2 separate regions of the Cricetulus griseus genome follow, and region 1 is linked to region 2. Evidence: chromatin contacts called from public Hi-C data. All regions are on one chromosome and are shown on one strand. The core of a region is the stretch at or near the end of the contact, and the rest is flanking DNA. Distances in the headings are between cores, read along the strand shown. Region 1 holds the start of Plcb1 (1-phosphatidylinositol 4,5-bisphosphate phosphodiesterase beta-1). Region 2 holds the start of LOC100771536 (60S ribosomal protein L39-like).

What was found. Hi-C and Micro-C count contacts between places; a contact is called where the count stands out from the background.
Region 1: a contact with region 2 is called in a Hi-C map of fibroblasts, with 5 times the contacts expected there. The contact joins the promoter of Plcb1 here to the promoter of LOC100771536 in region 2. A contact is called at or near these places in 2 of 8 Hi-C or Micro-C datasets (the CHO-K1 cell line and fibroblasts).

What each region holds. Positions count from the first base shown.
Region 1 is chr6:43,854,408-43,860,793 of CriGri-PICRH-1.0, reverse strand. Plcb1 (1-phosphatidylinositol 4,5-bisphosphate phosphodiesterase beta-1) reads left to right here and starts at 3,963. Exons shown (of 31, transcript XM_035446906.1): 1 at 3,963-4,206. The coding sequence starts at 4,108.
Region 2 is chr6:43,360,525-43,367,343 of CriGri-PICRH-1.0, reverse strand. LOC100771536 (60S ribosomal protein L39-like) reads left to right here and starts at 5,479. Exons shown (of 1, transcript XM_035446910.1): 1 at 5,479-5,866. The coding sequence starts at 5,538. The coding sequence ends at 5,693. The region is part of intron 8 of Plcb1 (1-phosphatidylinositol 4,5-bisphosphate phosphodiesterase beta-1); the gene reads left to right.

The DNA of each region.
Region 1 (6,386 bases), core at 2,714-5,213, 490 kb before region 2:
TCTCTTTCAGTACTCTCCTCCTCTGAATCTCCCATCTGATCTTTCATGTTCTCATCCCTACCAACAGTCCACGCAGAACTCTCTTCTATTTTCCCTTCCCAGGAAGATCTAGGTGTCCCCCTTGAAACCTCCTTGCTACCTAGTCCCTTTGGGTTTGTGGATTGTAGCATGTTTATCTTTTACTTTGCAGCTAATATCCACTTATGAGTGAGTGAATACCATGTTTCTTTTTCTGGGTCTGGCTTACTCAGGATGATTTTTTTTCTGGTTCCATCCATTTGCCTTTGAATTTCATGATGTCATTGCTTTTTAACAGCTGAGTAATACTCCATTGTGTAAATATACTACATTTTCTTTATCCATCCTTTGGTTGAGGGACATCTAGGTTGTTTCCAGGTTCTAGCTAATACAAATAAAATTATATTAGCATATTTCATTTAGAAGGACTATTTTCCTATGCTTACACAACTAGTAGTTAGTATAACTGGTTATTAAGAAACATTACTCAAGTCAAACACCTATCCTTTCCAGGTAGCAACCCTCAGTGCCATAATACAGCTCAAGCACGTGCATGGGTGCATGTGTGCATGTGTGCTTGTGTGTGTGTGTGTGTGTGTGTGTGTGTGTGTGTGTGTGTGTGTGTATGTGTGTGTGTTAAAAACAGAGAAAAACTACCCAGATCTGTGTAATAAGTCAGGATTCTAACATCAGACTTCTGGAGGTCAATATCAGTTCCTAGCTCTGTGATCTAAAGCATAGTCCAGCATTTTGGGGAATTTGAGGAAGAACACAAGAAGTTAATCAAACCACATCCACAATTGAGAATGAGAATAGGTGAATGAATCCTTGCTTGCTTGTAGCTACCTTTTCCCACTCATACAGTTCAGGACACAGCCTAGGGAATTGGTCTGCCTATGGTGGGCTGGGTCTTCAGTAGTTAACAATGGAGGCAATCTCTTACAGACATGCCTACAGACCAACCTGAAGTAAATAATTACTCAGTGGAGATTGTCTGATCAAGTGATCCTAGGTTTTGCTGACCATAAAAACTAACCATTACAAGGGATTACTTATTTTATATGGCAGGTCATCTAAGAGTAACACTAAAGATTAACCAATAAACTTATGTATTGTGACACATATCAGAAAGTCTAGAGATAGTTTAGAGGATTAAGGAGTCCAGGAAGGAACAATATTTTTCCTTTTTTTTGCATCTTTCTATTCAGTGGTGAGAAAGTAGGAGGAGGAAGAGAAAGAGAAAGAACAAGGATGAGAGAGAGGAGGAGGAGGGGGAGAGGTAATGTAAATATGAGAAATTTCCCCCAGAAGCACCCAATCTTCACCTTATTGGTTAAATTTGGCTCCCTTATGTACCCTCTTCACCAGTTACAGATAAAGGTCAATGGATGAAAATACAATTATTATAATTGGTTTCATAATTCATTCACTAAGTGTGGTTGCCAGCTAAACAATTTAGGGTTTGCTTTTAAGATGGAATGGGTAGAGACGCTGACAGAAAGGATTCCATTATGGAGTGTCTGAGAAGTGTTCAGTTCAGTGTGTTGGCCTGAGGTTCCTCTAGAGTCCATTTTATGGAATAGCCAAGGTCAGTCTTGACTTCCTAAGGCACTCCAACGGGTAAAGCTTTCTGCTCAATAATTATTTCAGTGGGTGATGAAATAATTGATGGAGAAACAAGAAAAGGAAAGACCAGCCTGGAGCAGAACAACACAGTAGGGGGTGTTGTAAGGATAACTGAGAAAGTCTGGGGTCCTGGCAGCAGAGACTTATTGCAGTCTTTCACAATAAAGAGCAATGTGAACATGAGAGCGTTGCCTCCTGTGAGGTAACTAGTGGGTCAAGGCCATTGCTTTGAAGGCCTACGGGCATCAGGTTCCTGTTGTACTTTGACAATGCAGGAGCAGAATGAAACAAGACGGTCTTCTAATGCATTTGTGTGTGTGTGTGTGTGTGTGTGTGTGTGTGTGTGTGTGTGTGTGTGTGTGTATGTGTGTGTGTGTGCGCACTCGTGCTCTCCAAGAACAAGACAAGGCCTCCAATGATGACAGGAATTAGGGATCTCAATTATGATAGTTCCAAGAACATCGCTGGTGATCTATCTTATCTATCATAATCAATTTGTCATCTGTCTGTCTGTCTACATATATTTAAGTGGTACTTGGAATTCATACCAGGATTCTCCATGTATCAGGCAAGCCATCTAGCACTGGGATGCGCCCTCCTTATCCTTTCAGGTATATTTGGTAGTCTTTTGAATGGGTTTATAAGCTTTGGCCCACAGAGAACTAGGAACTGAGCACACAGAGAAAAAAGATTGACGATGATGTTTCTAGTGTACCATGGTATAGGTGTGTAGGTCAGAGGGCAACTTTGGGAAATCACTTCTCTCCTTCTACCATGTGGAGTTGGGGATAGAACTCCAGCCATCAGGCTTGCTGGCAAGTGCTGTGACTTCCTAACCACATCACCAGAGCTTCTTCATATTGTTTCTTCTTTTCTAAAATTGGCCTTTATGGTAATCTGTATTGTAATAAAATTCGCTCATTTTCTGTGTCTTGCCCCATGAGGTTTGACAAATGTAAACACAGACACAGAATGTTTCCATCATTCTCAAAAGGTCCCTGTTTGTCTTTTATGCCAATCTTTGCCCACCCCTGGCCACAGGCACCTACCTGATCTACTTTCTGTCACCACAGAATACCTTGCCTATTCTTCATCCTGTTGTTCACTCTTGCCTGGCTTGGCTCACTAAGCTTAAACTTTGTACACTCATGGGTATGTTCTTGAGCGTCTGTCCCTTCTCATCATGGGATAGTATTCTAGTTTAGGGAACACATGTACACACTGAAGTTTGTTTCTCTAGTCAGTTGCCTTTAACGTTGCTGGCCAAGTCTGTGTGAGTGTGTTTTCGGTTCTCTTGAGCAAAAACTTAGAAGTAGAATTTCTAGATTGTGTAATAAGTAAACGTTTATAAGAAATCACTTTCTAAAGTGGGTTTATCACTTTATGCCCCACCCTCTACCCCTGTGATGGATGAAGGTTCCAGTTGTTCCCCACCCTCCCAAACACTTGACATTATCAACATTGGGAGTGAAGACACACACTCAGACACCTGTGTTTCTATATGTATGACACCCCCCCCCGCCATGCCTCCCGGCGCCCCACACCTTTCATCTTCCTTGGGAAATAAAAGCTGTGTTTGTCCCCAGATGAACTTTTAATTTTCAAAACACTGTTTTCGGGCAATCCAGACTAGCACGTTGCCAACTTTCTGGCGGGGCGAGGTTTCTATGGAGTTCTCGCTCTAAACCTCTAAACAGCTTCTCCTCTACATAAATAGTAACCCTCTCTTCCAAAAGACTGGAGAGCCCCAGCGAGAAGAAAAGCCGAGGGCTCTCTCCTCATTTCTCTCCAACGTCCTTCTTTTCTTTTGTTATATGTTTAGGATCTGATAAGGCACCACCCAGGCTCGCGCCCAGGTTCCCCGAAAAGCCCCGGGAACATCAGTGCTGGCAAAGGCACGGGGCATGCTCAGAGGGCGCGTGGCGCAGGCGTCGGCTGCAGTGGGGCCCGGGAGCCGGGAGGTGCCGCTGCGTCCCCGCTTCCCGCTGCTGACCCAGCGCTCAAAGTTGGGCAGGGAGCTGGGGGAGGAGGACCGCGAGCGAGGGTGGCGGAGCAGGGGCGGGAGGAGCGGAGGGAGGAGGGGACCGGAGCGTGTCAATCGCGCGCTCCCTCTGGGCACAGAGGATGTGCTGAATGGTGCGCTTCGAGGCGGCGGCCAAGCAGGATCCGGCGGTGGGCGGCTCGCACTACCCGGCTCTGCTTCTTCGCGTCTTCCGAGGCACCACAGCCACCGCGGGCTCTCGACCCTGCGTCCCGCCTGGGGCATGGCCGGCTGCTGCGCCCTCGCGTGTCCCGCTTACTGAGCGGTGCGGGCCAGAGGTGCGGAGGCCAAGAGGCCGGGAGGCCGGCTGGCAGCGGAGCCCAGAGCCTGCTGAGCAGAGAGCCGAGCCCGCCCGTGCGTGGAGCTCCGCGCCCCATCCCCGCCGCGCTCGCCCGGGCTGCCCGGAACCCCAATGAGCCCAGATGGCTGGGGCTCAGCCCGGAGTGCACGCCTTGCAACTCAAGCCTGTGTGCGTGTCCGACAGCCTCAAGAAGGGCACCAAATTCGTCAAGTGGGATGATGTAAGTGAGGGGCGGCGCGGTGGGGAGCGGGCCGGGCACCCGAGGGCGGGTTGCGTGGGGGTGGGGCGAGGGGCTCGTTATGCAATGGGGCGCTGGAACGGGCGCGGGCAGCCCGGGGCGCACAGGTTGCCAGCTGCCGGGCTGGGTGGCTGAGGGTGACAGCTTCGCGCGCGCTCTCCTCCTCCTAGGGGCTTTGGAGTTGACATCCTTGCTGAGTCTGGCCAGTGCCTCCAGAGGGATTTAAGACTTTGAGGCCAGTAGAGCTGGAGGGACAGGTTATACCCAGTGTCGGGTCCCGCGAGTTTGGAAAGAGCATGAAGTTAGGACCAGCTGGATAGCGCTGGAAAGAACTAGGCGCACCCCTCTTGGCTGGCTAAAGAGCTCTGTTACCTCTTTTGCCCTCTTTCCAGAAGGAATACCTAACTACCACCCAGGTCCAAAATCTTGTAATTACCGATAACCCCTGAGCATTTTTATGATGGCCACGCGGCAGAAGACACAGCGGTATAGCCGACAGGTGGTCGTTGATGCCAAACTTTAGCGGCTGGCTCCGGAGTGAGGGGCCTCGGGAAGGGCTGGAGAGGGCACACTAGAGGCGTATTAGTGAGCAAATGAGGGGCTGTTAGGGCTGAGGAGCACAGAATGGGCCTGCAGAGAGGGCTAGGTTTTGAGAAAGGAGCTTGCTTAAGTTTTCACTTGGATATAGACGCCCAACTTCACCCTCTCATCTACTTGCACCCTTAGCTGTGTAGGACAGAGTCTGCCCAGCCTTGAGACTCCACTGCTTCTCCTACACTCTAGATCCCATGACCTCTCCCTTTCCTCTACCCTACTTGCCGTCAGAACACTTAGAGAATTCTTAATGAAAACGAGAATGGGATGCACATTATACTATCAATTTAGCTTCCTGGGTGTCATCCAAAGGGTCTGGTAAGAACAACTCACCTGAATAAACCTGAGATGTTAAGATCTAAAGAAATTCAAGTCCTGATTATGAATACATCTCTCATCAGGGGCAGCTATAGGAGAATGAACTGGTCTTCTCACTGAGAAGATTTCCCACCTCGTAAATTACAGCCTGTTATCCTCCTGGGTATTTTACTTTAATCTTCTTAAGCCAATTTTCAGTGTCTGAAAACAATTTAAATATTCCAGGTAGTGAATCCAATTACTTAGCTGAGTGCATCTGTGCCTATATTTTGTCCAACTGGAATCGCAAACTGAACTTGCAGGACGAGCCACAGCCTCCTTGAAATCTCATGACAATTATTAAATGATGTAGGCAAGGATGTAAACATGCTCTCTTTACGAAGGGCTTTGCATGTTTCTCCATTCTGTCCCAGTCCAATGTGGCCGGATGCTGTTATAAATGGAATAGAATCTAAACAATAAATCCAGACACAGATGGATTGTTTTACGTCAAGAAAATAAAAGGAGAGTACAGTCCAACAAGTAAAATGTTCTTGCCCATCTAGACACACTTAAGAGCTAATAAAATGGTGGGTCAGAGAAAGAGGGGATGGTAAAGAGAGAAGAGAGAGAGAGGAGAGCAGCCTTAGAGTAAAAAAGGGGGAGCAATTTCAGTCATAGCCTATGGATTCTTTACACTCATGGTTTTTAAGCTATATATTAAATAACTCTCAATGAATTCTGGTTTGTGAGAAAATAAGATATTGAGAATGAAGGATATAGATAACCAGGTGGGTGATTTGTGTTGCATGTATTTATGTAACAAACATTTCATGCTCATTTAGCAGTGCCTGTCTAACTACATTTTGGGATGATGGAGAAAGTAGGTAAAAGCTCTCCTGTTACAGACTGGGTACACTAAATAGAAGAGACCAAAACCATCAAAACACAGATGAGACAAATTGAAGAAATTGATGCCCTGGGAGTAATGGAGGAGCCACTAGTCAGTGCTAGGAGAAGGGAGAGGTGGGAAGCATCCTACCATCACTGCAGCGGTGAGTTTCTGGGAAGACTTGTGCAAAAGAGGCAGGCACTTCGGAGAGTTAGAGTCTTCTTAAAGAGAAAACAGACTGCACCCAGAGGATGAGTTAACTGCACTTCAGAGGAGTGCCCTGCAGGCACTCTGGCTCTCTTCCTCCCTGTGATCTGTGCAGTAGGAGGCATCCAGACTTCCTTAGTATCGTTTGTAGACCCCCATGCATCCCCCTCTC
Region 2 (6,819 bases), core at 4,230-6,729:
AGTCCATGAGGAATAGAATGGATGATCCTTTTTAATTTAAGATAAAGTAGGAATGGGGGAGAACGTGTATAGAACATACTAAATACAAGACTGGAAAAATCTGGATAAAAAGAAAGCCAGAGAAGCTCATGTATTATACAGTATCCAAGGTAGTTAGCATATGCTATAGGAAAATTCATGCCCAAGCAGAAAACAAGAGGAACATTTAATGATTATTTCTGAAAGCAGGCAAATAGATTTGGGTGAGCCATGAGATGTCAATGCCATCTGCACTTTCCCTGAGAGGAGCTAGCAGAACTCTCAAGGGCCAGAGCACCAGGAATAAACATAAGCCAAGAAATCGCATAGCACTGCTGGGCTTAGAAGTGATTTAAGGAGGTGTTAAGCCCTTGGGCAGGAAGTGTTCCAACGACCTTTGCTATCATTACACAGAGAGTGAGGATTGAATGATGATGAATGGTTTTTCATCCACCTAATCCCAGTGACATCCAAACATACGAGTGCCAGATCCTGCCTAATTGGCATTTGGCACAGCAGAATGCGGTTGGTGCCCATGCTAACTGGCAGACACATTGTCCAGTTTGCCCATCTCAACTGTGCAATGATACATGTGGACCATCTGTCTTCCAAGGCAAAATGTCCTGGTGCCGAGCAGCCTTGAAGATATTTGCATGCATTTGGCTTTTCTTACCCTTTTCAAGCTAATCTGAATGGTTCCTGCAAATCCCACAAACAATGTCACCGACTGCTTAGCATTTCGATTGTCCTATGTTGGCATAACACATTTTTTATTGTATTTTATTTTTCTTCACCTAAATGTAAGATTCACGGGTTGGAGAAAGAAAATGCTGGAGGACACCTCTAAATTGCATGCAGAGATTAGAACACAATTTAAATCTGGAAAAGAATTTTGGTCCTTGATAGACAAATTCAAATCAAGGAGCCTAATCCTCACACCTCTGCCAGATGGGTCATTTATCTGCCAAAGCCCGGGCTTCTTCTAACAAAAAGATTAAAGTAACACATTTTAGAGAGATAAGTAAATCATTGGAAAGACTCTTTTCCTGGTCACATTCAGGGCTATTTTTAGGACTGATGCAGTGTAGCCAGTTTGAAGCCAACTGTCTATGCGGCAAAATGTCCCCTTCTCCACGCTCCATGGCCCTTACTTGGGACAGTGTTAGGAGAGATGGGTGGATGGATATGATTAGTCCCATCAGCTCCATCTGTCTTTTCATCACCCCAGCATGAGCTACCAGTTCAGCTTCCACGCTCGCCAGACAAGTTGTTTCCGGCTCCGCCTCAGTTTACTGAGCTGAAAATGAGTCACTCTCTCAAAGAATGCCTGTGCCTGGCATGTGGTCTATTCTCAGAGTAGTAGGTAGCTCATTACCACTATTATTATGGTTTACTTTCTGTTACTAGACTGTGAGCACTGCCATCCACAGTGTTACAGCCTGTCTACCTAAGGCACAAATCCTCTGTGTTCTATGTTGTCTTGAGCAACCCTTGCCTTCACATTTCATATCCATAAAACAGGCATATAAGTTTTAGCCCTCACACAGTGGCAGGGAGGATGGGCTGAGTTCATGCTGTGTATGGTAAGGAACATGAATGATTTGTTAGGCAGACAGATCATTTGTGAAGGAAATAGATCCAACTGATGAACCTATTCAAAGGCTATTTTTCCTCATTCACGACCCTGCCTGTGCCTACATATTAGATTTTCTTTTAAGTCACAATCCATTATCTAAAAAGAAAATCTGTGCATATAATAAACATGGCCAGCCATATTTTCTTTGCTGGAAACTCCTCGTTCACGAGCAATTCCACATCAGTTATTAATGCCATGAAGTGGGGAGTTCCTGGATAAGCATCTGTATTAGTTACTTCTCCCATTGCGGAAGTGAATTAGAAGGAAGGTTTGTTTTTTAGCTTACAGCTTCAGGATACTCTCCAACTCTCCATCATGGTGAGAAAGGCATGGCAATGAGGACAGCTTTGGTGATTCCGGCTGGGGTGGCAGGAGCATGAGGCAGTTGCCCACAGTGCACCCAAAGTCACAAATGAAAAAGATGAATGCTGGGCTTGGCTGCCTTTCTCCTCTTCCCTTTGTTCACTACAGAATTTTATACCATGGAATGATGCCACCCATGTTCAGACTTCCTTAGTTAAACTTCCATGTAAATACTCTCACACAGCCAGATCTGAGTTTCCTAAGTGATTTTTAAAACCAGTAAAGTTGAAAATGATGGTTAATCATCACAACTTCTTCCCTTTTCAACTTGACACCCAGTCACATCCCCTTTAAATCCTAATACTCCACTCCACGTCCTCCAGGACTCATGTCCATCTGATAAAGCAAAATGAATTCAGCTCAATTTCAAAAGTTCCCATGGTCTTTAACAGTTTCAACACTGTTTAAAAGTCCAAAGTCAGCCAGGTATGCTGGTTCATACCTTTAATTCCGGCATTTGGGAGGCAGAAGCAAGTGGATCTCTGAGTTGAGGCTAGCCTGGTCCACATAGTGAGTTCCAGGACAGCTACAGAGAGAGACCTTGTCTCAAAAAAGCACAAACACACAAACACACACACACACACAGAGAGAGAGAGAGAGAGAGAGAGAGAGAGAGAGAGAGAGAGAGAGAATACAAAGCCTCTCCTAAGACTCAAGAAACCTCTTAATTATAAACTCTTATAAAAATGTTTACTTACATACTTTCAATATGCAATGGTACAGATAAAAATTCTCATCCTAAAGGAAAGAAGAGACCAAAGGATGACTGAAACCCAGTAGAGAAATCACCAAATCCTGCAAATCCTTCAGCTTCATATTCTATATCTGGGATTTTGGTGGCATTATATGGGCTCCAACAGCCTTACCTGAATGTGCCTCTCCAGTTCTACTGCCTACAGCTCACCTATTATCACTTGGATTGTATCTACTGTGCATCTGCAATTTTCCTTAGGCAGACATCAACAGTTCTATCGTCCCAACATCCTGGGATCTCTATTGCCCCATAGGTCTCACCTTCACAGGTTCATATAATGGCATCCCAGGGCCTTCTTTCAGGAAATCCAATCCTGCCGCATTATTGCTTGACCTCACTGGCATTCAGGAATCGTGGTCAAGTCTCCATGACCCCTTCCTTCTTGTATCTCTCACATGCCTGCAATGTCAGCACCATGTGGACCACTGAGCAGAGGCCCATTGCCAGTTTGAAGTACTGTGTGGCTCTGCTGCAGCTATCATGCTCTCTGTACATTTTGGCAGCCAAATATGGGGACACGGGGATGGGGGGAGGTCTATAAATGGTTGATTTTGAGTAGAGAACATGAAATGTCATGTTCCTGTTTCTATCTCTTCCCCTTCAGGTGTCTTTGGTGGGTAGTCTTGATCTCAGAGCACCATGCTTAGAGGTCAGGATGGAACTCCAGGGTTCTCTTTCAAGGTGATGACCTCTTTAAGAATTATAGTTACCTTCTCCCCACCTACCTTGTCAAACTTTTGGCTTGCTGTTAATCCTGTCCGAGCTGAATTGCTCGTTTTTCATATCTTTCTGTTCCCTCTCCCTGTCCCTCTCCCTCTGAGCTAAGAAGAGTGGCATTTATCATGCACACCTTGGATATTATATTGTCTTAAATTTTCCTTTCTGAAAAAGGTTTAGTTCATGGCCATTGAATCTGACTTTACTTAAGTTTTCAGGGCATGGGGAGCCTGTAACTATATGGACTTTTCACAAGGACAAAGTAAATGTGTCCTCTAGCCCACTCTCGGCTATAGTCCTAATTCAACTTAGAAAACTCACGAGTGCAGTCTTTACTTCACCACTCTCAGCACTCTGGTCTTCCACACTCCCACCAGTGTGTTATGCTCTGTTAACAACATTCTCCACTCTACAGTCCAAATTCTATGTTCCTCCTACAAATCACATGGTCAGATTGATCACAACAATCACTCCAGTCCTGGTACTTATTTTCTGTTTTGGTAATTTTTCTCATTTTTGTGATAAAAGGCCTGACAAGGGCAACATAAGGTAGGGTTTGTTTTAGCATGCAGTTTAATTGTCTACTTTATCATGGTGGTGGCCCTAACGGCCTGATCTGTGGTGACGGGAACATGAAGCAACTAGTCACACTGGGGACACTCAGAGCTCTGTTCTAGGTGATTCTGAGCCCCAGGTAGTTGATAATGAAAATTAAAAATTAAAATTAAAGAAGCCAGGTATGGCGAGGCATGCTTTAACCCTAGTACTTAGGCAGAAGCAGGCAGATCTTTGTGAGTTCAAGGCCAGCCGCATCTACACAGCAAGTTCCAAGACAGCCTGGGCTACATAGAGAGACTGTGTCTTAAAAACTAAAATTAATCATCAGAGCACGCCAATTAAAAAATGCACATTGAGTGTGAAAGAGATGACCAAAGGACTCTCTGAGTACTTGACTAATACACCATGGATTCTACTCAGAGATTAGCTTTTAGTCATGCAGTATATATTTTCTCCATCACAGGGTCATCTCACTCATGCAAAGTATAATGGGGGTACAGTATTGGACTCCCTGCTGTGCTCAGAAATTTCATTATAAATGAGAAACATTCACTTGCATTATGTGGTCTTACTGAAAGCCATATTCATAAGCTTCTAAGTAGAAGATTGAAGTCTATGGATTTATTTCAGATATGCTTTTTACTTCTAGCTTTAATAGGAAATTCTGCCAGAGCAAAGGTCATTAAAAAGAATATGCTTTGATGGATCCGTCGCTTACCATGAACAATGTAATGGGGTACACTAAATTCTATTACCACTTAAGGACTGGTTTCCCATAGTCTCAAGTATCCTGGATCCCTTTTCTGGTCTGTTTTGATGTCTTGCAATTTGTCCCTGAAATTTCCTTAGGATTTTTTTTCTTTTTTGAGATCATTGGATAAATTCTTCAGCACTGTTTTTAACTCAAATTGTGACCTGACATGACAGATTTAGGAGACTCATTTATAAATGTACACACGACTTCCGATTGACATCTCAATCAGATGCCGTCATAGAAGAAGATGGACATCAAGGACCAGCTTGATTCAGCTATCATTTTGTTAAAAACCTTTCACATCCAACCATACCTGTTGTGCACAGACATCCCTGTGAGATTGGCAAGAGAAGTCACGAGGTCCAAGCACTTTCCCAATTGCGAGTTTAGAGAGTATCTGCTGCTCTGACTGCATGCTGTAGAGAGAAAGAAATGCAACAAGAAAAAGCTGATAGACAAATTGTCCATATAGTGCCATCTATGGTGAGAGGTTAGTCACTGCATATGTTCCACCACAAAAAGAAAAAGAAAAACCAAAGGCAAAGTACCTGGCAAAATAGAAGGCATAAGGCATAAAAAAAAAAAAAAAAAAAAAACCTTGCTGTATGAATCAACTTCATCTATAATTATCAAAAATGTATTTTATATAATATAATAAATTTTATCTAAAATACTAGAATGTTCTCTATGCCTTTCCTCTGCCATCATGCATCATACGTCTGAATTGGCTTCTCACCATGTCTTCTCACAAGACTTTCAGAATCAGACAATTGCTGGCCAAGAAACAAAAGCAAAATTGTCCTATTCCTCAGTGGATTGGGATGAAAACCGGTAACAAAATCAGGTACAACTCCAAGAGAAGACACTGGAGGAGAACCAAGCTGGGCCTGTAAGGATTCACACAATCAATAGCAAGACTTGAGAGTTTATACTGAATCATGGTCAATGGTCAAAGCAATGTATGCTGCCAGATGGAGTTCAACATTTTTAACCTGGAGACTTGGTCATGTTTAAGCTGGGAATGGTTTGTCCAGTAATAAAAATATAGAGCCTTTCAAACTGCAAAATAAATAAGTAAAAATAAAATACTAGAATGTATTGTAGAACTTCAAGATAAACATAATGAAATGAACATATTTATCTAATTAAGCTACCTTGAGTTTACACTAAAACTGCATTAAGAGTTAATTTTATAGATGTAATCCAGAAAGCGTTTGAACTAAGAAGATAAACAGTTATCTGAGAAAGTTGGCTATATGTTTACAGCTGTAATATATCTGAGGAACTGTTCATAGATCAAACAAGTGGTATGCTGGGAACCATCTTGAGTTGTTCCATAGAAATCTTAAAAATCTCAGGAATTGAAGATGCTACTTTCTTGAAGAAGGAGGAGTAGCGAATAGAATGGGGTTTGGCGGCTATTGAAATATAGTCAGAATTCCTATCTGAGAAAGGACCAGACTTAAGTGAACATGACACAAGATATGTACAAGCAAAGTAACCACTTTGAAAATAAGATCACAAACTGCAACACAAAGAGATCCATGCATGCTTTCCCCACATTGGCTTAGAATACTAGCACTAAACTTTTATTCTTTGTGCAGGAGATTAGATGAGGAGACCTGAAGAGGAGATACAAAGTCAAATCTTTCTACAGTGATGCCTCATCTGTCTCAGAGTTCTCAAAGCCACTTATCAAAGTTCATTAAACTAATCCAGTGAATGTTTCATTCTGCCAATTAGAAAATATAAATAAACAGTAGTTACTAGATGTAGGATGAGAACTTTCTTTTGGAGGGAGAAAATAACAGCAGTAAAATAACAATACAGAAAGAATTAATTACATGTGTAGATATTTTATCCTTAGGAAAGTAACAAATATATTCATCTTTGAAATAAGAACAGATGTTGTTTTCAAAAAATGTCAGATATCAGAAATTGGCTCTTGGATATTAAGAAGAGCATAGAAGAAACAAAACACTGAAAGAATATATGGGAATATAATTGAAGAAACAGCTA